Regions from separate parts of the Sus scrofa genome. Here all the other regions are linked to region 3. Evidence: chromatin contacts called from public HiChIP or PLAC-seq data. All regions are on one chromosome and are shown on one strand. The core of a region is the stretch at or near the end of the contact, and the rest is flanking DNA. Distances in the headings are between cores, read along the strand shown.

The links. HiChIP or PLAC-seq counts read pairs in DNA pulled down with a chosen protein or histone mark.
Region 1: an H3K27ac HiChIP or PLAC-seq map of skeletal muscle shows a contact between it and region 3. The contact joins two enhancer-like sites. A contact is called at or near these places in 1 of 47 Hi-C or Micro-C datasets (skeletal muscle) and 1 of 2 datasets of contacts at active chromatin or transcription factors (skeletal muscle).
Region 2: a contact with region 3 is called in an H3K27ac HiChIP or PLAC-seq map of skeletal muscle, with 2.9 times the contacts expected there. The contact joins two enhancer-like sites. A contact is called at or near these places in 2 of 47 Hi-C or Micro-C datasets (fetal skeletal muscle and skeletal muscle) and 1 of 2 datasets of contacts at active chromatin or transcription factors (skeletal muscle).
Region 4: an H3K27ac HiChIP or PLAC-seq map of skeletal muscle shows a contact between it and region 3. The contact joins two enhancer-like sites. A contact is called at or near these places in 1 of 47 Hi-C or Micro-C datasets (skeletal muscle) and 1 of 2 datasets of contacts at active chromatin or transcription factors (skeletal muscle).

Annotation. Positions count from the first base shown.
Region 1 is chr13:20,930,015-20,936,251 of Sscrofa11.1, reverse strand. No RefSeq gene overlaps it. Among named protein-coding and RNA genes, the nearest start is that of ARPP21, 22 kb to the left of the region's middle. Within about 2 kb of position 1,256, at least 16 of the 83 cell types and tissues checked have an H3K27ac peak or open chromatin away from gene starts, as enhancers often do. A contact at or near this core is called in skeletal muscle, where this site is marked.
Region 2 is chr13:21,205,389-21,211,064 of Sscrofa11.1, reverse strand. No RefSeq gene overlaps it. Among named protein-coding and RNA genes, the nearest start is that of MIR128-2, 170 kb to the right of the region's middle. Within about 2 kb of position 2,399, at least 4 of the 83 cell types and tissues checked have an H3K27ac peak or open chromatin away from gene starts, as enhancers often do. A contact at or near this core is called in fetal skeletal muscle and skeletal muscle, where this site is marked.
Region 3 is chr13:21,064,678-21,070,736 of Sscrofa11.1, reverse strand. The region is part of intron 20 of ARPP21 (cAMP-regulated phosphoprotein 21); the gene reads right to left. Among named protein-coding and RNA genes, the nearest start is that of MIR128-2, 29 kb to the right of the region's middle. Within about 2 kb of position 2,971, at least 10 of the 83 cell types and tissues checked have an H3K27ac peak or open chromatin away from gene starts, as enhancers often do. A contact at or near this core is called in fetal skeletal muscle and skeletal muscle, where this site is marked.
Region 4 is chr13:20,914,988-20,920,879 of Sscrofa11.1, reverse strand. No RefSeq gene overlaps it. Among named protein-coding and RNA genes, the nearest start is that of ARPP21, 37 kb to the left of the region's middle. Within about 2 kb of position 4,414, at least 4 of the 83 cell types and tissues checked have an H3K27ac peak or open chromatin away from gene starts, as enhancers often do. A contact at or near this core is called in skeletal muscle, where this site is marked.

The DNA of each region.
Region 1 (6,237 bases), core at 7-2,506, 130 kb after region 3:
TTTCCGGATACGGGACCCAAGCAGCTGACAGCAACCACATCCACTCCAGCCTTATTTCTATGCATAAATATCCAGTGAGTCAATTTTCCTTCCTAAGAAACTTTCTTAACACCTTTCTAATTCAACTCAGTTCTACCACCGTATCTACAACCTGAAACAGGAGAAGTTCAATTTGGAGTTTGCAATGAAACACAGATTTCAAACATGTAAATATAACACTGACCACCTTTTCACCCCAAAACCATTGGGAGTCAGAACCTGTCCTGTGAAGACCACAGATGAGAACTTTTGGCTCCTTGGATAGGTCTTTCAAATGACATAAGAGCACTGCAAACTTTCTACCAAGACACCTGCAGAAATCACTGCAGACTTTTCTGATGAAGAGACCTGCCCTTTTCAGTTCTCTCCTAGCTTTCCAAGTCTGCCTCACTCGGGCGAGGGGGTGTCTACCCCTCCTTTGACAAAACATAAAAATACAGAATACAGACATAACAATAGTGTTCTACAAACACCAAGGAGAAATACAGATTAGGAACAATTCGAAAGAAAAACACAGACGTAAGGCAGACAGGGGAAAACAAACAAACAAACAAAAAACAGCCCACAAAGGGCGTACAACATTCACGTCGGAAGACCTTGATTATTACCTTGACCAAACAGTGGATATCCCCCCAGCGTCCTGGTGCCTTGATTGATTTGATTTAGTTTTTGGCTTTTATTGAAATTGTTTCTCACGGATTGATTTGGCTTTGTTTGGTTTGGCTTGGCTTATTATTGTTATTTTTGGTCGATTTATTTAATTGCTAGTAAAAACACCTTTCTGCGGCGTCCGCTGGGCTGCCGGCAGGGCTGCAGCGACCACAGCAGCCGCGACTGCGGCGGCTTAGGCAGACGACCCCGCGGCCCCCGGCTACACCTTGCTCCTCAGAATTCGCTCCAGGGGCGCCGCTGCTGCCTTCTTCGCCCTGCTAGCTGCAGAGCACCAAGGTGCACCCGCCTCCTGTCTGTCTGGCAGTGGGTCCCAGCACCTCTGTCTGTCTGGCCGTCTGTCGTTCAGCCTGGCAGCCCTCGAGCTTCTCGTCCCACGCTCCGCTCTCCGAGCTGCCCCTCGCGTTGGTCTGTCTGTCCTTCTGCCGCTCAGTCCTACTAGCAAGGCAGGGTCCTTCACGTCTTCAGTGCCTACATCTCTCTCGCTATGCCACTCAGTGCCCCCGGCCGCTTCCCTCGGACAGAGGAGGGCGTCTGGAGGAAGGGAGCACAAGGATGCTTCTCTCTCCTGCCTCCTCTCTCTCCTCTTCCCCTGCCTCTCCCTCCCTCCCTCTGCGTGCTGGTCTCCGCGTCTCCAGCTGTCTAACTGCTTCCACCTGTCCGTCGCTCTGTCACTCTCCCGTCGTCCCCCCCCCCCCCAAGAGAGTCAGCTCGGGGCGTCCCTGGGTCCCTCGAGTCCCCCTCCCCGCCTCCTCGCGCCCCTGCCCTCCCACGCTCCCGGCTCCTCCCCGAAGCCCTGGCCGTGTCCGGTCCCCGCCCGGGCTAGAGGCAGCGAGCGCGGATGGCATGTGGAGAGGCAGCTGCTCGGCCGGCAGACTCCAGCCCCCGACCCGCCACACCCCGGAGATGGCCGCGGCCGGGCGCCTGTGGGGACCCGGCCTCTGGCATGGGACGCGCATGAGTTGGCCGAGCAGGAGAGCGGGCACCTGCCCCGTGCAGACGGCGCGTGAGGTGCTATCCATCCCTCGGCGGTTCTCCTCCCGCCGCTGGGCTGGAGACAAAGCGGGTGAGCCACGCGCGCTCGCGTGAGCATCATTCATCAGAGAGAAAACTGGCACGTTTCCCCCTGCCCCTCCACGCGGACTCCCCGCTCTCCACCCGCGGGCACGCAGTCCTTCCTGTCCCAGGTCGAGCACCCCACGTACCTCACCCGGGCGCCTCCCGACTCCCGTGAACTGTCGGCGAAGCTTGGCTCACTCCCCTCCTCTGGGGCTCACTCTCCAGGCCAACTCTGCAGAGAATATCCCACAACAATAACACCTCACTCCACCCCAGTGAAGCCTTGGCCTCAGAGCTCTCAGAGATTCGAGGCTTTGAGCAAGACCCCAAGACCAGGCGCGCGGCGCCAAGCGCATTCCCAGTGGGCACCCGCCCAGCCCTCTGCCCACCGAGTGCTGCTTGAGAATCAACGAGGTGCCGCAGAAACTCGGGCAGGCTAGGGCGTGGGGCAGGGCGCAGAGTTGACATCCCAAGAAATAAAAGTGCTGCATTTCCCGTTTGTTCTGGAAATGTGCTATTTTTATTACCTGTAATTCATTTTTTTTTCCATTGTTTCAAGGCACACACTACCAAAAAAAAAAAAAAAAAAAAAAAAAAAAGGGAATAGTGGAGGAATGGGAATACATTTCCGGAATACCGCCCACCCTTCCTGAGTGAATGTCGAGCCTACTCTCCCAACATTATAGGTCACTAGCCAAGACAGATCACTCTGGCTTTCTGCCCCCAGCTGAGAGCAAGGCATTTGATTCTGGGCTTCTTTGCCAGGCTGTTATTAATGTGAAGCAAAATTATAGTTGTACATGCCTGCATGGAATTGCCAAAGCTCATTCTGACAGTATCCAGCAATTCAGCTTCTGAAATGTAGACGCTGAATAACTATGGATCTGGTGCAATGAATGCCCTATTCCACAATAAATTGAAGAGGAGAAAATCAACTTTTACCAGCTGCAATTAGTAACCTCATGAATAGACAACAAATAAATAACTAGCGTAAAACCATGCCATGAAAATGTCCATGTCCTTTTAGTTCATTTATTGACATCCATTACCAATGACAGATATTATAAACAAATTTATTAAGGGATATGACTTCCAATTTTTATAAGAATGTAATTTCAAACAGCTGTAGCCCCTGTTCATATATGCTAAGACATTGATTAAAATACCAAACAGATATGTGTAGTTCTAGTAAATGCTATTGAAAAAAATAGGATAAGGTTACATTGGTCTTTGATGAATAGATAATTATTTCCCAAACAGTAGAAATTGTCACCCTTGGGGATCAGCTTGTGCTGGAATAAGAATAAATCTGCTATACGAAGTTTCAGCAAATGAAGCCTAAAGAATTCAAGACCCTTATGTTAATCTATTTTTTGAGCATTTTGACTCAGTCCTCTCCAGAAGCATTTTGACAGACATTTCTCCTCTCCTTCCAGCCATATGGAATTCAAGGGAAAATTCATTAAAAGTATTTCTAATTCTTTTTCCTTTCCTTCATCTCAAGTCATGTTCTAAAAAAACCTACTTTCCTTGGGGGAAACTATTGTGCCAGGTTGTGCTGTGTCTTAAATTCACACAACTTGGACTTCATTGAAAGAGGGTCAGTGTGCTTGATTTTTCTTCTATGCAGAACTACACCTAACCATCTCCTGAATGGATGCATGGGTAATCTACTAACAGGAAACCTTTACAGTGTTTTCTTAACACACAGTCTTTCTACAATGAATCAGATCTCACTCTGAAAGTTCACACACACACACACACACACACACACAAACTCCATCCTATAAACCAGATTAGAAATTATAACCATTGAACAGGAGGAAGGGGAATTCAATCAGCACTCTTTGTACACACTTCAGTGATTATGTTAAAACAAATAAACAAAAAACCCATTTCTATATCTTACCAGTGAATAGACAAGCTTAATGATAAAAAATGCAATTTCTCAGAGCTTAGCCTTTATTTACAATGGAAAGCATCCCCCAAAAGAATAACATTAATTTAATTCAGCTAAATTTTTCTACCTTTTCTCATAATATATAGTCAAAAAATTAGGAACTAGAGAAGGCTCAAGCTTATTTGAGGCCATATAGATAATTAGCATTTTAAATTTTGCATCCCAGTGTGGGACTGAAATATACTTCTGGGAATATTAGGCAGGCAATAAGTGATTCTTCCACACATTTGGAAAGTGTATTTCCTTAAATAATTTGAAACAGTTACCATTTCTTAAAGCTCTTGACCTGTCCTATACTTACTTTTAAACTCATAAAGTGATTATCTACCTTATTGGACTTGTAGGTGACATCTACAATGCTGATGCAGAGGTGTTTCTGCACTGAAAGTATCCTAAGTTTGGGGGTGGGAAGTAGTGGTAATGTGGTGGGGGGGAGGAAGTGTAATAGGGAAGAACAAATCTGACTCAATATTGGATCTGTTTCTTTTACTTTAACCTTTGTATTCTATTGCTTTTGCTTTAAGACTGTTGCCTATATCTTGAAATATACAGGAAAGCCTATTCTCAAGGCTCTGGCCCTTAAGATATAACACTTTCCCATTCATATAGATACAAAGTTGTAGAACAGCAAATAACATTTATTTTGTTGGAGGTTTACAGGAACATCCTGACCTGACCTACATGGACAGTTGCAAGAACAAAGGATTCCTTAGCAAGAAGTTTGCAGCAACCAACCATTCCCCCCAACCCTGGCCCTACCTCCCCTTTTTGGTATAAAAGAAGCCTGAATTCTGACTAGAGTAAGATGGTTCTCTAGGACATTAGTCAGCCATCTTCTTGGTCGGCTGGCTTTCTGAATAAAGTCATTATTCTTGCTCTAACAACTTGTCTCCCGATTTATTGGTTGTCATGTGTTGAGCCAAACAAGTTTAGGTTGAATATCAGAAGCTGTGCTGTTACTCTCTTGGTCTGGACACTTTTGAATTTATCTAGGATAATGTTTGAAATGAAAAGGCATACAGGTAACCAGGTAACCCCAGCTTGGGGAGTTAAGCTCACCTACATGCTGGCAAACATCTAAGATTGTCGACAAGCTCCTTTAAACACGTAGTCCCTTAAGACACTAAATTAGTGCCCTTTAATGAAGCTTTCAAATTGGATTTTCAAAATAAGGCAAATTGCTAAAATAGCCCAGCTACCTTTATAAGCACCTTTTCAGCTGAAGCGAGAAGTAGAATTTCCATGCTGTTGAACTTCCATCATTCCTCAACAATTAGGCTGCTAGGAACTCCCCTTTAGGGCATTCTCCCCCATCACAACAAAGGCCCACAAACCCTCTAGAGAGATTTCTCATTTGCCCTGTTTCCAACAAAACAGTCTAGGGTCTATTACATACCAGTCTTGGGTTTAAAGCTATACAAATATGCCTGGTACAGAAAGGCAGGGAAATAAGGGGGAAGGGGATATAATATTTTAACCAGAAAAGTTTAGTTCCCTATTCTTATTTCATGCTAAGCCAAAATAACTGTAAAACACATTTCAGAACATCAACAAAGAATGTTACATCACGTATGCATCTGAGCATGAAGAAATGTCACGATCAAAAACAAAAAGGACTTGGGAGAGTAGAAACCAAATGTTCTGATGGCACAGATCCTCTATAGTCTGCTGGGTGCAGTACAAAAAAATGATCTCCGTGAACTCTTAGTGTTCTCGCAGGCAGACCGTAAATGAACATTGGGCAGCGCGTGCGTGTGCGCGCGCGCACACACACACACACACACACACACACTCAAGAGTGATGCATTGTTGAGAGGGCCGATCTAGAAATTTCCTCAAAAGTGAATGTGTATAGTATTTTCATGGAGATGCATCTAAATTAGAGGAGAGACAATAAGAAGAAACAGGAGGAAACTGCTAAAGAGAAGTTTAGGAAATCTGTCACTGTCATCTGAGCATCGAAAGACACGAAAGGCTGTTGACTAAATTATATCTTTCTTTTCAGCATTTCTGGGGTTAGAAATACCAGCACTTAGACACAAACTTACTATCTGGGGGTTTTGACTCCAGAGGCTCCATAACACTGTGTGTCTTCCTTCTCTGCATCCACTGCCCTGAGGGACCCATGGCTTCTGCATAGCTAAGGTATGTGCAGCAGATAGCAAGGCACCCAGATGCAGGGACTCTGCGGAGCAGGTGTGTGCAGGCATTCTGTGTGTCCAGCATTCTCTCTACCCAGCCAGTGTTAGCACTGCCCTCCAGGGCCCCTTAACTTCCCTTGGAACCCACGAAAGATTTTTTTTATTTTGAAAAACTGAGCTCAGAATGGAAAGCAAAAATGAAGCAGAGCATTAGGGATATATTTGGGAAGAAAAGAGGAAAATGTTTCTGCCTGAATTGCAAAGACTGATGCAGAGCATCACCTAACATTTGCTGAAGTGCTCTGTGAACCTGCCTCTAGTTTTACATCCCTGGTCCTGAGAGACAGCATTTTCCTCCATAATGGACAC
Region 2 (5,676 bases), core at 1,150-3,649, 140 kb before region 3:
TCCAGGGTGTTTTCATAGTATTGTGCAACCTTCAAGCTATTCATTCTCCAGAGGCTGAGACTCTGATTCAGAAATCCTTACTTCATGCATCTTTCCAATTTGCTATAACATAGAAGTTCTCAGCAGTTAGGAAATGATTTTAAAAATCTTTATATTTAAATGAAATGAATAACCTTCTCTTTCTTAACACAAAGAAATTACTGGTGGTGATATTAAAAGAAAAATGGGGGAGTTCTCATTGTAGCACAGCAGAAATGAATCTGACTAGTATCCATGAGGATGCAGTAGGTTCAATCCCTGGACTCTCTCAGTGGGTTAAGGATCTGGCATTCCTGAGCACTGCCATGTAAGTCAAAGATGCAGCTCAGATCCCGCGTTGCTGTGGCTGTGGTGTAGGCCAGCAGCTGTAGCTCCTATTTGACTCCTAGCCTGGGAACCTCCATATGCCTCAGGGGCAGCTGTAGCTCCAATTCCACCCCTAGCCTGGAAACTTCCATATGCCGCAGGTTCGGGTCCTAAAAAGAAAAAAAAAACAAAAAACAAAAAAGGAAGAAAAAAAATGTGTGAAAAATGGCAGTCATTTTGTAGGGTTTTTCCAGGCAGATCTACTGTTGTGTTTTCTACTATTCATTCAAATGCCACATATGTGTTAGTGTGCCTGGGGGTGTAGAATATAGATTCCCATCCAGTGGAAAAGGCAAGGGGAAAGATTTCTGTAAGCGAGTGGGATTTGACCATCACTCCTGTAAAAGGGAAACCGGAACACACAGTGACATGTAATCAGGAAAAAAAAAAAAATCTTTCTCAGAATGGAGAGTCTGACAAAATAGTATAGAAATAATTACATTTGCATGTATAATTTTAAACATTTATCAGCATCCCTATTTCCTTACATAGTAATTAAAGTGCTTCAAATTCTCCTTAGCTAATAGATATATTCTGAAAATAGAATGAAAAAGCTTAAAAAAGAAAAAGATGTTTTTAAGCTAAAAAGTGAGATTAAGGCAGGAGGTCCTGCCATGGAAAAAAGTGTTGACATTTAAAGCTGCAGGATCTCAGTCCTAGAAAACCAGACACTGGGTGACACAGGCAATAAAATTTAATACCCAGATCTCAACAGGTGGACAGGCTGAAGCTATGATAAACTGTTTCAGCTCTGATGTTTAGCCTGGGAACTGGAGCAGCATGCACCAATAGATGGAGTCATTCAAAAACTAGCTGTATGGAGATGAGAGAGAAAGGTGTGGAGATAGAGATGAGAGAGAAAAAGGCAGGGTAAATGAGGGTCCAAAGATGGCAAAACGCCATCTCCACATGACCCAAGATCCAACTGGGAAAACTGCAAATGGCTTTTTGGAGAAAAGTTTGCCTAATATAATAGTCAAAGAAAAAAAAAAAAGTGCTGCTGCTCAGTACTTTCTTACACCAAATGGAGGCATTGCATAGAGAAAAATAACTTCAGCTAAAATTCTGGACCAGGGTATTCATAGTTTGGCTTCCAGATTCAAATTTTGGCTCTAATTGGGATTAGCACACAATCTTTTTGTTTCTCTCTCCATGCAAGCCCAAATTCTGCAGAATAGGGTCTCATCCTGTTTGGGAATAAAAATGGGTCCCTATCTTGCAATATCATTGGAATAATGTGCTGAAATCCTCTCCTGGTTTGCTTCTTGATATATATTCTTTGTGTCTATTTTTCCTCTATAAATGTTTAGTGCAGCCATTGCCAGTTCTACATCTCTTCTACTCCTTCCACACTCTCACCTGGACCCTCTCGGACTGTCTTCCCGCCCCAGTTTCGGATCTCCCTAAACCTCCTCAGCCCCGGGGTCTTTGTTACATCAAGACCACTCTATTTGCCAGTTCTCCAGCCCCCGCCCCCACCTTCTCCCTAGGCTTCGAGGTCAGCACCTCACAGGCCCAGAATCCGAGAATGAGGAACCCAGGTAATACACAAGTTAAGCGAACTCGCAACCTACGTGAGAGGTACTAATTGACTCACCTCTGAGGTCAACGTTCAAACCAGAGGATCAGTGAGCTGTGGACCTCTGCACCGCCAGAGTCTTTTGCCCAACTCAGAGCAAAGATCGTAGAAATGCAGCTGTTAGACCTACGAGAGTGCCTGTAAGATGAGATCTAGCCTTGACTGGGGGAAACATTCTTGCGCAATCTGTAGCAGATCCTGAGGTAAGAAGAAACTGGGGAGAGGTGGAGTTTTCGGCGCTTGTTACAGGGAGGGGGCGTAGTAGCAAGCAGAGTCCTTTGAGTAAGGACACCTGTATTTAAATCTGTGTATTTAAATCTGCTAGGGAACTTGGTTGTTTTGGTTAGTTTTAGTGTAGATTTAAAAAAATGGGCCCCACTCCAGATCTACTAAATCACATTCTCTGAAGTTGAGTGGGGAATATAAGAATAGCTGCAATAATTGGGAGGCTTGAAAAAAAAAAAGAATAGTTGCAGTAGGGGGCAGGTACTTTTGGATTAGATGGCTGGCAATTGCCGTTTATTTTGCAAGATAAATATTTAGAACTTGTATTTCTGTTTTTAGGCATGTGTGTGTATCAAATCTTCATGTTGGATGCCTTAAACCTACACAATGTTATATGTCAATTGCATTTTTAGGGACCCATCGATGGGACACCTGCCCCCCCGCCCCCCGCCTCAGCCAGACACAATAATAATTACTTGCATGAGCTGTCTCACAATAGGAAGTCCTAGATAAGGAACACAGTGCTCCTGTGCTGTTACACTATTACAGAAACTTAACCAACCCGGAGAATTTGAGAGGGGCCAAAAGGAGGGAGTGACAGGGGTCCCCCTTCCAGTAACAATAATATCTCAATAAAATAGGTAGAAATAAATACAAATGTATATCCTTCTATTTGTCAATAACCACATGAGCATTTTTGCATGTTTATTTTCCATATTTATTTGTAATTGCTATTTATAAACATAGAATTCTGGTCTATCAAGTGTTTTTACCAAAATTTACTTAAACATTCCCAAATGTCAAGCACATGAACTTATTTACCATGTATATAATCTTGCCCTCTCCAATCTATTCTCCAGAAAGCAGCTAAAATGCGCTTTATAAAATACGAACATGACTACACCACTTTTATAATTAAATCTTGAGTGGTTTCCCATGGCTTTTCGAATAAGAATCCAAAAATCCTTTTTTTTTTTTTTTTTTTTTTGTCTTTGTCTTTTTAGGCCTGCACCAATGGCATATGGAGGTTCCCAGGCTAGGGGTCTAATTAGAGCTGTAGCCGCCGGCCTACACCAGAGCCACTGCAACACAGGATCCGAACTGTGTCTGTGACCTACACTACAGCTCATGATTTACAAGGAGATCCTGCTGAATAGCATTGAGAACTATGTCTAGATACTCATGTTGCAACAGAAGAAAGGGTGGGGGAAAAAACTGTAATTGCAATGTATACATATAAGGATAACCTGACCCCCTTGCTGTACAGTGGGAAAAATTAAAAAAAAAAAATTTAATGAGTAAACATTCTGTCATCACCAAAAAAAAAAAAAAGTAATTTTTGTAAAAATTGAAAAAAAAAACAAAAAACAAAAACAAAAACAAAAATCCACACCACGTCAGAGTGGGGTAGTGGTTAAGAGTTGGAGTTTTGTACCCAGATAAAGCCTTCCATCAAAACTTGCTCCATAACTCAGTACTGTGCTTGTGGAGCTAGTGAATAAGGCTCAATGTCCTCATCTAATCTCCTGGTTTTTTATGAGGACTAATTAAAATGTGTAAGAAGCACTTAGCAAAGTGTCTGGCACATAGCAAGTGCTCCGTAAATGTAAACTGCAGTTATTTTTAGCCATTATAAGTGCTCTTCTGACCCCAGCATACCTTTCAAGTCTCACCTGGCACCATTATTTACCTAGCTCCTGATGCTCTGGCCATATGACCCTTCAGTCAATTCTTCAATAAACTATAACCTTTTTTTTTCATGTTAGAACCTTGATATATTATTCTCCCCCTATCTAGACTATACCTCCTTTAACCAACTAACATCTCCTCAAATTTAAGATTTTAGCCTCCATTTTTCTTTCTTTGTACAAAGCGTCCCTGAGCCCTAATAGAAATCATCAGTCTCCTTCTTGAGGCTTGTGCACCCATCCTGCAGCTGCTGTGAATGCTGACCCATTCTCTGGAGAACTGACTTACAATTGTTCTCAGCTATTATTATGAATCAGAATCACCTGGAGAGTTTTTGCCCCTCAGATTTCCTGGTCCCAGTTCTAGAGTTCCTGGTTCAGAGGTTCTGGGAAGATCTCTGAGAAGTGATGGTCTAACAAATTCCCAGGTGACGTTGATGAATCATTAGCATCATGATGTTATTGCTCTCCACTGGAGGTAAAGCCTCCTCGGTTGAGGGTTACAGCCAACCCTGCCCATCCCTCCTTCACATTGAGGACAACTCGCTGACAGGGGAAAAAGAATGGCTTCCTCACCACAAAGTGCAAACAACTCTAGGGTACAAGTCTGGCTCCAGAGTCCCCATGGGATCAAGATGAAGCCACAGATTTGCTCAGCTCCTTTCTCTGCCCCACCCTGCTTCCCCCCACTTTCATTTCCCTCAGAGTACTCCTTTGATAAACAATGTGCAATATAAAAAATGTTCAACATCACTAAGTATTAGAAAAATGCAAATCAAAACTACAATGTGAGACCACCTCACACTGGTCAGAATGGCCATCATTAATAAGTCCACAAACAACAAATGCTAGAGAGGTTGTGGAGAAAAGGGAACCCTCCTACACAGTTGATGGGAATGTGGATTGGCACAAACACTCTGGAGAACAGTGTGGAGATTCTTCAGAAAACTGAATATAGAACTACCATATGATCCAGTCATCCCACTCCTAGGCATAGATCCAGACAAAACTACAATTCAAAAGATACACACACCCTTATGTTCATAGCAGCACTGTTTGCAATAGCCAGGACATGGAGGCAGCCTAGGTGTCCGCTGACTGATGAATGGATTAAGATGTCATACATATATACAGCAGAATACTACTCAGCCATAAGCAAGAATGAAGTAATGCCATTGGCAGCAACAAGGATGGAAGTAGAGATTCTCATACTAAGTGAAGTAAGTCAGAAAGAGAAAGACAAATACCACATGATATCACATATGTGGAATCTAAAATATGGCACAAATGAACCTACCTACAGAACAGAAACGACACAGAGACAGATTCAAAGACAGAGAACAGCCAAGGGGGTGTAGGGAGGGGGTCAGATGGACTGGGAGTTTGGGGTTAGTAGATGCAAAATATTACAGTTAGAATGGCTGGGCAATGAAGTCTTACTGTATAGCATAGGGAAATGTGTCCAGTCTCCTGGGATAGAACATGATGGGAGATGATATGAAAAAAAGAATGTGTGTGTGTGTGTGTGTGTGTGTGTGTGTGTGTGTATAAACTGGGTCACTTTGCTGTACAGCAGAAACTGGCACAATATTGCAAATCAGCTATCCTTTAATAAAAAAAAAATGACATGCACAAGAATCCCTGTCTCAACCTTCACTTCTGAGGAGCCCAAAGACACATTCGTAGAAATAACATGTGGAGATACAGGTAAATCAAAAGAGCAAAGTACAAAGAGAAAAGAATACAGATTTCTTCAGGAGAGAATTTCAGGGGCTTTCT
Region 3 (6,059 bases), core at 1,722-4,221:
GACTAAAAATGCTTTTTTATTTGATGTTTGGAAATGTTACACTTAATGTATTAAAAATCAACTAGCTGATTTTTATGATTTTTTGTTTTGTTTCTAACTGATGACATGAGACAAAAGGATTCTGGCTGCTCACTGCACAAAAAAAATCCATGAAAAAACACACTGTATATTATAGATAGACTTTTCCTACAGAAAAAATAAATTGGATATAAATGTCATTATTTTCCTCTCAAACTTTGGAATGTATGTATGTATTCATTTATTTCTAATCATCGTTTTTTATTTAATATATACTGTACAAAGGGGCACAAAATTAAGATTAAAATTTAATTCAACAACTTCTAACACAGTTGTTTTTTTGTAAATAATGGAGGCAAATGTTGCATTTATATATAGGGTGACCACAAGTGTCTATTAATGCCAATTACTCTAGTGTAATTATTAACAGTCTTACTTTTCATTCTCAAATGAGTATGGGTTCAGATGAGAAATTTTTCAGTTATCATATATAGGCATGTACACATACAAACACACAGACACACATATATACACACATGTGTTTGCATGTGTATGCATATGCATATATGTCTATGTATACATCAATATACTTTTTTCAGGAATTGAATGAAGATTTTTACTGATGCAAATTTAGAGAAATGTCACTCTGTGCTCCTCATAACTTTCATTGCAACATTTGCTGTTGTCTTCTTGCCTTTAACCAGTGTTCCTTTATGCATATCAATTAAATAATGTATGGCTTCAAATTGAAACTATTTAAATCGGTTTGGCAGATAACTAGGTCCAAAATAGTGCCAGAAAGAATGACAGAGTCATGGCAGCTCTCTCCTCTAATCTCAGTCCTACTCAGGCCTCATCTGCTGAATTCCTTTTTTGGGGGGATGGTGGAGGAGGCTTATGATAATTTGATGTATTAATCTTCTTCAAATGAACATATTTACTGTTTTGAACAGCAGGGATTCCCAGAAGACCTAATGTCCACAGCGTAGGAACTGCTGCTTCATTTCCTCACTAACCTTTGAAAGGGAGGCGACAAAAAAATAGGTGCCCCTAGGAAGTTTATTGATCAAGGGCACTGACATTGAGCAGGTACGGAGGAGTACAGATTACACTGAAAGGAGTACAGATTACACTGAAAAATTAATGGAAGTCTTGAACCTGTTTCCTAGTCAATATTACTGGGGCACACACACAAAAAAATTTTGCACAAAATTTCTCTGGTTTCAGGAACTCCAGAAACCCAATCATGAAATCCAGAATTTAAAACTCCTGATCTCCGGGGAGAGATGAGCAGTTCTCACTCTTTATCATTCAGATATAACACGATTAAAATGAGTTAACTTCTCAATACACTTTTCCAGCAAGATCCTAAATATTAAAAAGAACTGGGGGGGGGGCTTGAGGAATTCAGAAGGAATAAATTTGCATTGATGAAGAGCAATTTAATGTCACTTAGACAAGTTCAGGCATCTATGATCTCTCTCGGGGGGAGAGAGAGAGAGAGGGAGGGAGAGAGAGAGGCTGCTAAAAGAAGCAGGGTGCTCCTTTGAGAGGTCTTTGTGAATTGAATATAGGAGGGAATTGTCTTACGGACATCCCAAAGTATACAGTACATCATTGAAGATGTTTCTCCTTTAGTAGCATTTCCAGCCATGTCTTTAAAAAAATTGCTTGTCATTTGGGACATCCTTTCTAATCTGCTATTAAATTGGTAAGCATATTTTGGGGGGGGCATTCTCCATCTTATCTCAGCTACATTAAAATAAAAACACCCTCCTGGGCCGTTGGGTTTCTGGACCTTCCCATCAACAGAACTGTCTACCAGCCAAGGCAGGACACAGACACTATCTTACAAAACTGTGATTAACACAGAGTGGGCAGAATGTCCCAGTAACAACTTGGCGGATGCTGCTTTCATAACACTGCCAGGGAACACAAGGCTAAAAATGCCCACACTTAAATAGATGAGGCCAAAGCTGAAGCCACGCATGATAATTAGTTTCATTATTAACTGACTAAAAAACAGAGCTGTTTCTTTTGAGAATAAAATTTTAATTAAGGAAAGTTGGTGTTTCAGCAGGTGAGGGTCCCTGGAAAGCTCCTATGATGAAATTTCATGACTGATAACTCCTAAGCGGCCTGGCATTATTAACAAGATCATGATGAAGGACATAGTTGAGCAGTTTAAAAATAGGTGTATTACAACTGCTTTACCTAGGTGTGAAGGAACCACTATTTGATATCTAATACCATGACCATGAACCTAACCACATCTCAGGGGATGCAAACATCTCATCCTAAGACCAGTAAAAACATTTCTGTGGGAGAAAGCAAAGATGATTGCTATTTTATTTTGCAGGCAAAGACATCTGGTCATAAGAGGCAGTATATATTACAGTGAAGACCCAGCCTTCGGGGACAGACTCCTTGTGTCTCCCAGGGTGGTAACTTGTTGCCATACCTCTGTCTCCATCATCTATAAAATTTGGGAGGTGATACAATTGATGCTATCAATCTCATAGGATTGGGGTGAGGATTACACAGTAATCAACAGTAAACATGCTGTCTGGCATATAGAGAGAAAACACTCACGTTGCTTTTATTTATAACTTAAGAAAGTGAAATTCACTTGTTGCCAAGAGTATACCACCCTCAGGGTTTGCCCAGAAGGCATCACACTCTAATAACATGCTTAATCTTCAAGATGATATACTTTCCACTCATTTTTCAGGACAGTTTTGAGTCCCCTGAATAATAAGAAACTCAATGCTTAGGCTAAGAAAACCATCTTTTGAAATATAAAATCCTTTTTATCTCACTTCCATAGAAAGTAAAATATCTATGAAGAACAGCCTGCTATAGGCAAAAATAATTGTAATCTAATGTGAGGCTCTGTTACAGAAGCCCTGTTCTAGAAGAACAGCTGAGCCAGGCTCCAGCTTGCACCCTGCCCTAAGAGGCTGACATCAACACATTAACCCAGGCGAAGCCTGTGCAGCTGTTCTCAGGCATCTGAAGCCCTTTAATTTATCTGCGACTAAGAAATCCATGATCACCACACAGATGACTGCCTGAAATAAAGTAGAATAAAAAGAGAGGAGGATTATATCTTGCAGAGGTAAATTCATTGGACTGGAAAGAAAACAGGCTGGCTTTGAGAAAGGCAGGACTGACATGTGATAGAGAGACTGAGGCTGTGGGGGCCACCCAGGAGGCCAGGGCCTCATGTCTGGATGCAGAAAACCTCCTGATTTCCGAGACAAGGTTGGCTGTGCCAATCAATGACCAATTGTATGGCAACCTGAACTTCAGCTCACGACCTGTACTCAGTTGTCTGGTTCTCAGCAAGTAACTTAATCATCCTTGGCCTTGGTTTCCTCACCATAAACATGACTGTGATTAAGTGAGGGTCCTGGGCTAAACTGAATCTATTTAAGGTCTCTTCTAACATTCTAAAATTTAGACAGGCTTTTTTGGAGGACAGTTTAGTAAATATTTCTTCTGTTGCAAATTTCTGAAGCTCTGGAAGATGTTTTCCATTTTAATATTCTTTTTTTTTTTTATCTCACTTCCAAGAATAGCTGATATTGACATTGGATACTTGAACAGATGCCCCCAGATGCTTCACATTAAACTTGCCAAATTCATTATATTTCTGACGGGGTGCAATAACCAACTGCAACCAAAATTAGAACTTTAATGGCTTCAAAGAACAGCTACATTTGCTACTTAAAAAGAGAATACTGAACCTGAGCCAAATCTGATATTAGGTTTGGTTTAAATTTTTTAAAAAATTTTTCACATGCATTGGGTTTTCACAGAGTCTGTTAAGGTCAGTCTGTTAAAGTCAATCTCTATCAATATCTTTTAGGAGAAAGTAAACAACCCCAGCCAAAAAAAAATCTTCTTCATCTGAATATAGTCCAAAAGGCCTTTACAAATAGTTGCTAATGTATATAACAATACAATGATTTCAAGAGTCACTTTTCTTCCTCTTGACTCAAGTCCCTTAAGAGACTGCTTCTGTGTCATTTATCTTTGCTACATGGTTCCCGCTTCACTCACCCCAGACTCTTCATGCAGTTACAATTCCTGCACACAGCATATGTGTAATGTATTGTTATCATTGAACAAACTCCGATAGATAAAAAGCGTGACGACAATGTTATGTAACATTCCACCCAGACATCTTGTTTCTCAAGAGTGGAACCCAGAAGTCAACAAGTAAAGCAGGCAATGGACACTGAGTTGCCTATGGGTGAGGAGACTGAGTGCAAGTCCTGCTGGGAATCCCTCTTGTCCTCACCTCTTCTGCCCTCCCATCTGGCTACGTGTGACTCTAGTTCCAAGGAAGAGGCAGTTTCCAACAGAAGTAAGAGAAAAGAATGCTTTCCCAATGGGGTCTCCGGTCACAGAGACAAACACTGTGGCTCTGGGCAGAGCACAGAACTCACTGTACCTCCAGTCTCTTAAATGAAGGATGACAGGGCTGGACAATTCCTCTAGCCATTTATGACCTTCATGTTTTTCCAATACTGATAGACATTCTCCTTGTTCTCCTGGGTCTCTATTGACAATTAATTAATTCTATTTGCCACACCAAACAACACTTCACTGACCAACATAATTCCACATCACCTCTCTATTGTCACAGAAATCACATACAAAACACAAACTGCCTATCAGTACATAAAGAATCATGGCATAGGAAGACAGTCAGCAGGCTACTGTTTATAAGTTTAACCTTTTAGGTTTAATTCTTCCGCATGGTATCTAGCAAGCTCAAAAATAATACTCTGCCATTATGGTGTCAAGGGAAGTTGACAAAGCCACTGCCCACCTGTGAAAACGTGTAATCAAATACGTGTGCACTTCTGAAGGCTGGGTGTTGGTGGGGCCATTCTTCAAGAGTCTTCTACAACTGTGGCAGGAACTGTTTCACCACAAACAGTAAATGCTATTTGTGGCAGAAAGAACCACATGCTATTTCCTAATGCTCTATTTACAAGTAGGTGAAAAGCTACTATTCCAATAGGAAAGGCAGCTTAAGCATGGCTCCCAAGCCTCAGAACACTGGGCCACTTTACTGATCTTACTAACATTAATATACCCCCTTAAAGAAATGACTTGGTAAAACTAAGCCACACTCTTTCCTAGGCCAAGCTGGTGAAAAGAAATGAATAAAAGGGGATTTCCCATTGTGCCTCAGCAGAAACGAATCCAACTGGTATCCATGAGGATGTGGGTTTGTTCCCTGGCCTCGCTCAGTGGGTTGAGGATCTGTAATCTGTTGCCATAATCTGTGGTGTGGATTGCAGACTTGGCTCAGATCTGGCATTGCTGTGGCTGTGGTGTAGGCCGGCAGCTGTAGCTCTGATTTGACGCCTAGCCTGGGAATCTCCATATTCCATGGGTGCAGCCCTAAAAAGCCAAAAAAAAAAAAAAAAAAAAAAAAGAAATGAGTAAAAGGAGTAACTTTAGACATCTAAAAGACTAAAGATGATTCTTCTTTTAGAGAATTTAGAAGCCTAATTTGGGGCTATGCTAGGAAAAGGAACATCATATAAAACAAGTTTGGTTTTAATCTCAGAGACAACCAAAAAGATGTACATTTCAGATGAGTATTTTGCAGTCCATAGATGCTATGGTTGAGAAGCTTTCTAGGTGCCTTTATATTTGCACGGATGCAATGGGTTCCATGAACTGTGACAACATGGCAAACTCAAGTAGCGAGTCACAGGGATTGTGAAACCTCTTCTTAATGGTTTCTACACCCCCACACTCCTGCAGTGTTGTACACTTTTTATTTCTGTAGTTAGGGGTAAACTTTTGTGAGCTTTCAGGCCAAATTACCACATACTTTTCTAAGCAATGCCTCTGCTCCCATGCTGTTTCCACATCAACTGCCTCTTCTGTTTCTTGGCAAGGTAGGATGGCTTTGGCTCCAGGAAGGTATATTTTCAAGGCAGGTAGCAAAGAAAGGTTGTCCCAAGTGATCAGCAAAGGGGTCCAGATGGATGGATAGAGATGGTCCTAGCACA
Region 4 (5,892 bases), core at 3,165-5,664, 150 kb after region 3:
TTCTTTATAAAATTTTTGAAACTAAAAATCCATCTGGATGGAAAGGAATCAATTTTCTAATGATGGGATTTTGAAAATGCAAAGAGAGATTTTTCAATAGCTTCACAAATATATAAAGCTTAAGTGGAAGAACTCATAGGAGAGACTTTGAAACCTTTTCCCAAAAAGAAAGGAAAAATTATAAATATATAAGAGTTAAATAATGCAATTAATAAGTACCATCAAGTAGCTCTCTAGAGAAGCTCATTCCTTCCAAAGAAAAAGTATACATTCATTACAAACCATCATATGCTAGGCAACAGGGAATTATTTCTAATTTTAAAAAATGCAGGCAACATGTTTTCTAACCCTGATGAAATCAAATTATAAATCAATAATATATTAATAGCTTATGCCTCCAAAACATGTTGAAAAGTTAAATTTTACACTTTTAAATGATAAACTGGTAATTAAGTAGCAGAATATAAAAACAATTTAAAATAAATTATCTTTTTTTCACATCAGTGGAATGTAGCTAAAGCTGTACCCAAGACAGATTTCATAGCCCTACAAATAATGGATAGAGACAGGTATATAGATAGAAAAATAACTGATGTGATTATTTAATAACCAAATGAAAAAGAAAGACAAGTGTAATAAAACCAAACTAAACTAAAATAAAAGGATAATGATTACATTACTGTAATTTTAATTATAACAAAGATTTTCCCCCAAAGAGTTAATTCTTTGAAAATCAGATAATTTTCTGAGAAAATAATAAACAATATAAAAATAAACACTCTTAGGAAGTATAAGGGTAATATTGCTAGAATAGTAAGGTTCCTTTTGTTTAATTCTAAAATAAGCTGTAAACAACTTTTTACAAATAACTTTAAAAGCTTTGAAAAAATGAGATATCTTCAAAAAAGTACACATTTAAAAAATACACAAAAAAACTGAAAATTCTAAAAAACAAATAAAAATTTAAAAAGCAAATACTGTATTCACCAATAGAAAAAAATCTTTAGCCCAACAATTTTCTCTATTCCCAAAGGAAAACCTCTAGGGTGAGCGGGATTTAGTCTTTTAGGTTTAGATCCTTAAAGAACTAACCACTGCGTTTTTAAAATTATGAGGTTATATTTATATGTTATTCATCTAATTTAAAAATAAATAAAATTGTACTTTAAAAACAAATAAGTAAACAGACAAAACAGTCTCTGGCTTCTGATTGTTTCTCCTTAGTTCTATTCTTTTTATTATTTATTATTATTGCTTATTATTTAGACTCTTAAGTCAGGTTTCCTAAACCAAGACACAAGCCTATTCTCTACATTTCCTACTAGGTTTAAACATTGTCATAATATGATGCTTTTCCTTCTTCTCCTATGTCTTTGATATTCATTTTAAACTGCTTTTTTTTTTTTTTTTTTTTTCCTTATACCAGGGCACTTACATGGGGGAAGTTCAGCAAGATGCTGTTACTCAAACAATATCTTTTGCCTCCTGGCCAGTTCCGTAGGGTTGAACTGAATGCAGGATGGCATCTCCTCCTGGTGGATGGAGATACTGATTGAAATTCATCAGCCCCCTGAATGATCCCGCTCAGTGCTATATTATGATGTGTGCTCATTATCTTTTCTTCAGTCAAATCAGCTTTAGATTTAGTTAACATTTTTTGAAACTCCTTTATGTGCTCAGAACTGTGCTTCTGCCTGAATAGGCTATCTCCACACACATCTTCATAGAAATCTATTAGGTAGCTACCATATTGCCTCCCTTGGCAGATTCGAAACAGTCACCACTTGGGTTTCCCAAGAAGCAGATTCTAAACCAGACTTTAATCTACAGAATGTTTACTAAAAAAAGAGCACTTGGGAAAGGATGGGATTGGAGGGAGAAGTCCAGTAGTCATGTAGGAACTTTGACAGCTTCACCAATATTTTCACACACAAATGCATACACACATGCACACACACAAGTTGCCCTAGAGCTATAATGGCCCCTCTGAATTGTTCCTACTGAGTGGGGATGTCTATGCCTTCATACTCCCCCCGGGCCATCAATCATCAAGATCAAGCATGGACCATCTCAGGAAGGGCCATGATCTAATATAAGATACCCCAACAGTTTTCCCAGCAACTGAGGTAACCAATATTTCCTTGAAGGGAACTCTGAACACCATGACTGTGTGTACACTACACAAATGGTAAATCTAAGGGACTACATCAGGGGATTTCACCGTAAGCACCTGGCTCCAAGCTTCACAAGCTTTCTGTCACAACCCCAGCTATCTCTATGGCCTTTGCACCCTAGAATGTTCATCTGTGGGGGTGCAGATTGTTCCAGGTGAGTCAGATGAGGTGCAATTACAGAGAGGGATTTAAATATTGGCTCCCCCTCCCAGTGGTTAGCTGGGTGACTTTGAGGGTGGCAATCATAAGAGCTAACGTTTATTGAGCTCTTATTATGTACCGGTAACTGTTTTAACTGCTTTAAAGGTGTTAAACTATCTAATCCTTTTTTCTCCCTGATTGTAGATAATACCCACTGAGTAGCTTTGCCATGTGGATTAAATAAGCTAATATATCATCTAAATCTCTTTGCATACGGTGGACATGACACAGAAGTCAGTATATCCCTCCCCCTTGACATCATGCATGAATAATCTAGAACTCCCCCTATTTATGGATTGTCCTACCAGCCTTGACGTACAATAACACTTATAATGATAGTTATTAGAGCTCCCATTTATTGAGGGTTTACCATTAGCCAGTATGCTAAGCCTTTTGCATATACAGACTCACTGAATTCTCATGATGCCCCTGCTGGCTGAGACTAGATCTCCTTTGTACATGTCCTGACCTGAAAAGAAACCCCAGAGAAGAACATCTCTCTTTCCAAACCACTGCCATATTTTATCATTTCCTCCTTTTGGACGAACAAATGAACACACACCCAAACACACACCATCCTAATTCTCTCATATTTGTAACAATTGCCTTCTTTTTTGTTTCTCTTTGCCTCCATCTCTAGACATATTTAAAATTTTCTTTTGTTTTATGTTCTGAATTATTTCATGCTCAAAAATTACAGTCCCATAGAGAAAGAATAAAAAAAATCCCCTCCTTTGCAAAGCTCAGCACGAGTGGGAATCCTGCCATTGAACAGTCTGTCCATGTTCAATTTTAGCATCATATAATTTCCTGCATAATTGTTTAAATGTCCTCATTCTCATCTCTGTCGCTTTCCCCACACTTTGCTATTTTTTAAAGAAAGCATCCAAACTGCATGTCTGGTTCAACGGGGAATTTCACAGAGGAAAAATGCCAGACTACATCATATGCCTTGAGTTATCGCAACACCTAAGGAAAAAAAACACCGTGCATCCGAGATGGAAGTCCTCCAGTTCACTGCTGCCTCCGGTGACCTCCCTTCTTTGCCAGCCGCTTCAAGGCCAGGCATGTAAAAATTCCTCATGTGTTTGTGTCATTCGATTCCCAAATATCACATAACCAAAAATATTAAAATAAAACTGCTCATAACATTTTCCTGAATGCCATCTGGGCCCCACTGGAAGCTGACACTATCTGTCAAACTCAAGATAACCACATTTTCCCCTCCTTTGTATGTGTTAATGTTTGTCATAATGGATTTCACTTTAATGCCCCAATTACATTTATGACATTCTTTCAACCGAGTGGCACTAATGACTTTCATTATTATTTATGCTCCTCCTTAATTATAAGACTCTCACCTCTCTCATTACACACACTCCTTCATAACCCCCTCACTTGCATACATGCTCTCTGGTATGAGGCTAATGTGCCTTGGCTTCCAATTTCGGAAAACACAATGATTAATTACTCCTGTTAAATCATCCTACCCTAGGGTGATCAGATTGGCAAAATGAGATGAAGGTCCAGATTGCTACTCCAGAAGGATTTCCCAGGACACCTGTCAGAGAGAAAAAAAAAAAAGAAGAGGTGCCCCAACCCCCTAATCAATGAATGCATGGCATCCATGCTTGTCTTAGCTCTGGGATGAATCACAAGGAGATGCAATTTTAAATTAAAATAAAATAGCAAAGCTTTGGTACAAATGCCTGGCTTTATAGATGACGATAATCAGATTCAATGATGTGACGAAGAACTGAGCATCCTCTGAAGTACACCATTCCTTCTGTCAATTAATATTGTTTCTAGAAAGAGCTTACCTGGTTTAGTAGACTGAAAACACTGGACCAATTTTTTTCAGTTTCTCCATTAAGAAAAGGAATACACTTTATGCCCCTTAAATCTGTGCTGGGCTTATGGTTTGATTAGCCAAGAATGTGGCAGAAGAAACGTTGTATTTGTTCCAAGCCTGGGTCTCAAGAAGTCTTATGCCTTCCACTCGGCTCTCTCAGTACCTCTGCTATTTCCATGGGAACAAACCCAGCCTCTCCAGAAAGGTCCACCTGTCCCAGGCAGCCCTGAGTGACTTACCAGCTAAATGCAGTTATACATCAAGCCCAGCCAAGATCAGACAAATCCATAACACCCCATCCAGCTAAATCTGGCTCAAATTGCCAGTGTGAAGAACCCTGAGCTCAGGAATGGTTTGAAGTATTTAAAATGTTTTAGGGTGGTTCATTACCTAACATAAGCTAACTGGTTTACCTGGCAAAAGCAAGACATCTGGAATGGAATCTATGATGAAGGTTGCAGAGAAAATAATCATTAAGGAGAAATTTGCTCTAGGAATGGAAAAAAAAAAAAAAAAGAGTGAACTCAGCAAATCTGAGAAGGAGCTAGTATTCTAATCTTTCTCACTCCATAAATGAGAACACTGAGGCCCAGAGATGGCTCAAGTTCAAACTGATGAAATAATCTGCATAAAATCTCAGAGGAGAAAACAAGATTCAAACTTAGTATTTGGCTCAAAAGTCAATACATGTCCAAGCACAACATTTGCTGGCACAAAGATCAAGACACCTCACCATCAGGAAGCAGCATTTCCTGAGAATCTCTTACCTTTCTCATTGTTCCAGCAAGGACTGGCAAAAAGAGGTGGCTGGGCAGAGAGGGCAGGAGGATAGCAAAGCCTCTTGTTTCTGTTCTCATCGAGAGACAGAGCTGGCCTCTTCCCATCTCTTTCCTCAGCTGATGGACTTGAGAAATGTCAGAGGCAGTTGCTTAAGCCATAGTCAAAGGCACAGCCAGGCAGAGCCATGAATTTTGCCAAAAGCCACATTTCAGTGTATAAAATGAATTTGCTGACAAGTGTGAGTTATGGTTAAAAGGCTTGCATGTTTCCTTAAGGGCCTAAGCATTTCTTAGAACAGTCTCTAGAATCATTGCCATTAGTATGCTGGCCTTTGCTCTCTTTGTAGAAAAATTTCCATCTAAAATCACAGTGTCATAAAAATTAAGCAGTTTCACTGCATTTTCCCCCTTTGCTGAGAAACTAATAAGGATGAATCCCTTTTAAACCACTGTATGCCAAAACTGATTTACAATAAACACAAGCTGAAAAATAATAGTAATGATTTAGAAAGTTCTCAAGTAATGTATAATCCAATTTGAATTAAATTTCCTCTTTATCCAATTTTGTTTTTATTTATTCTAAACTATTTCAAACTTCATGTATATAAGGTTCTACAGGAAACTTGATTTTATATACATACCATTTAATAATTTATTCAAAAAATTTACTCACTCTCCTGGCCTTTGACACAAGGCTTAGCCCCAACACTAACTAGATGTGGGCTCCCTCAGCCCCATCAATCTCTATAAAAAATGGAGATAAAACTCTTATGTATGAGATCCCTCTGAAGTCTGTGAAACTCGTTATTTTATAATGAAAGGTATCTCTAAATACTTTGGATGAATTTGGATTTTTCTAATTTAAACACTATCAAAGTAGAATACG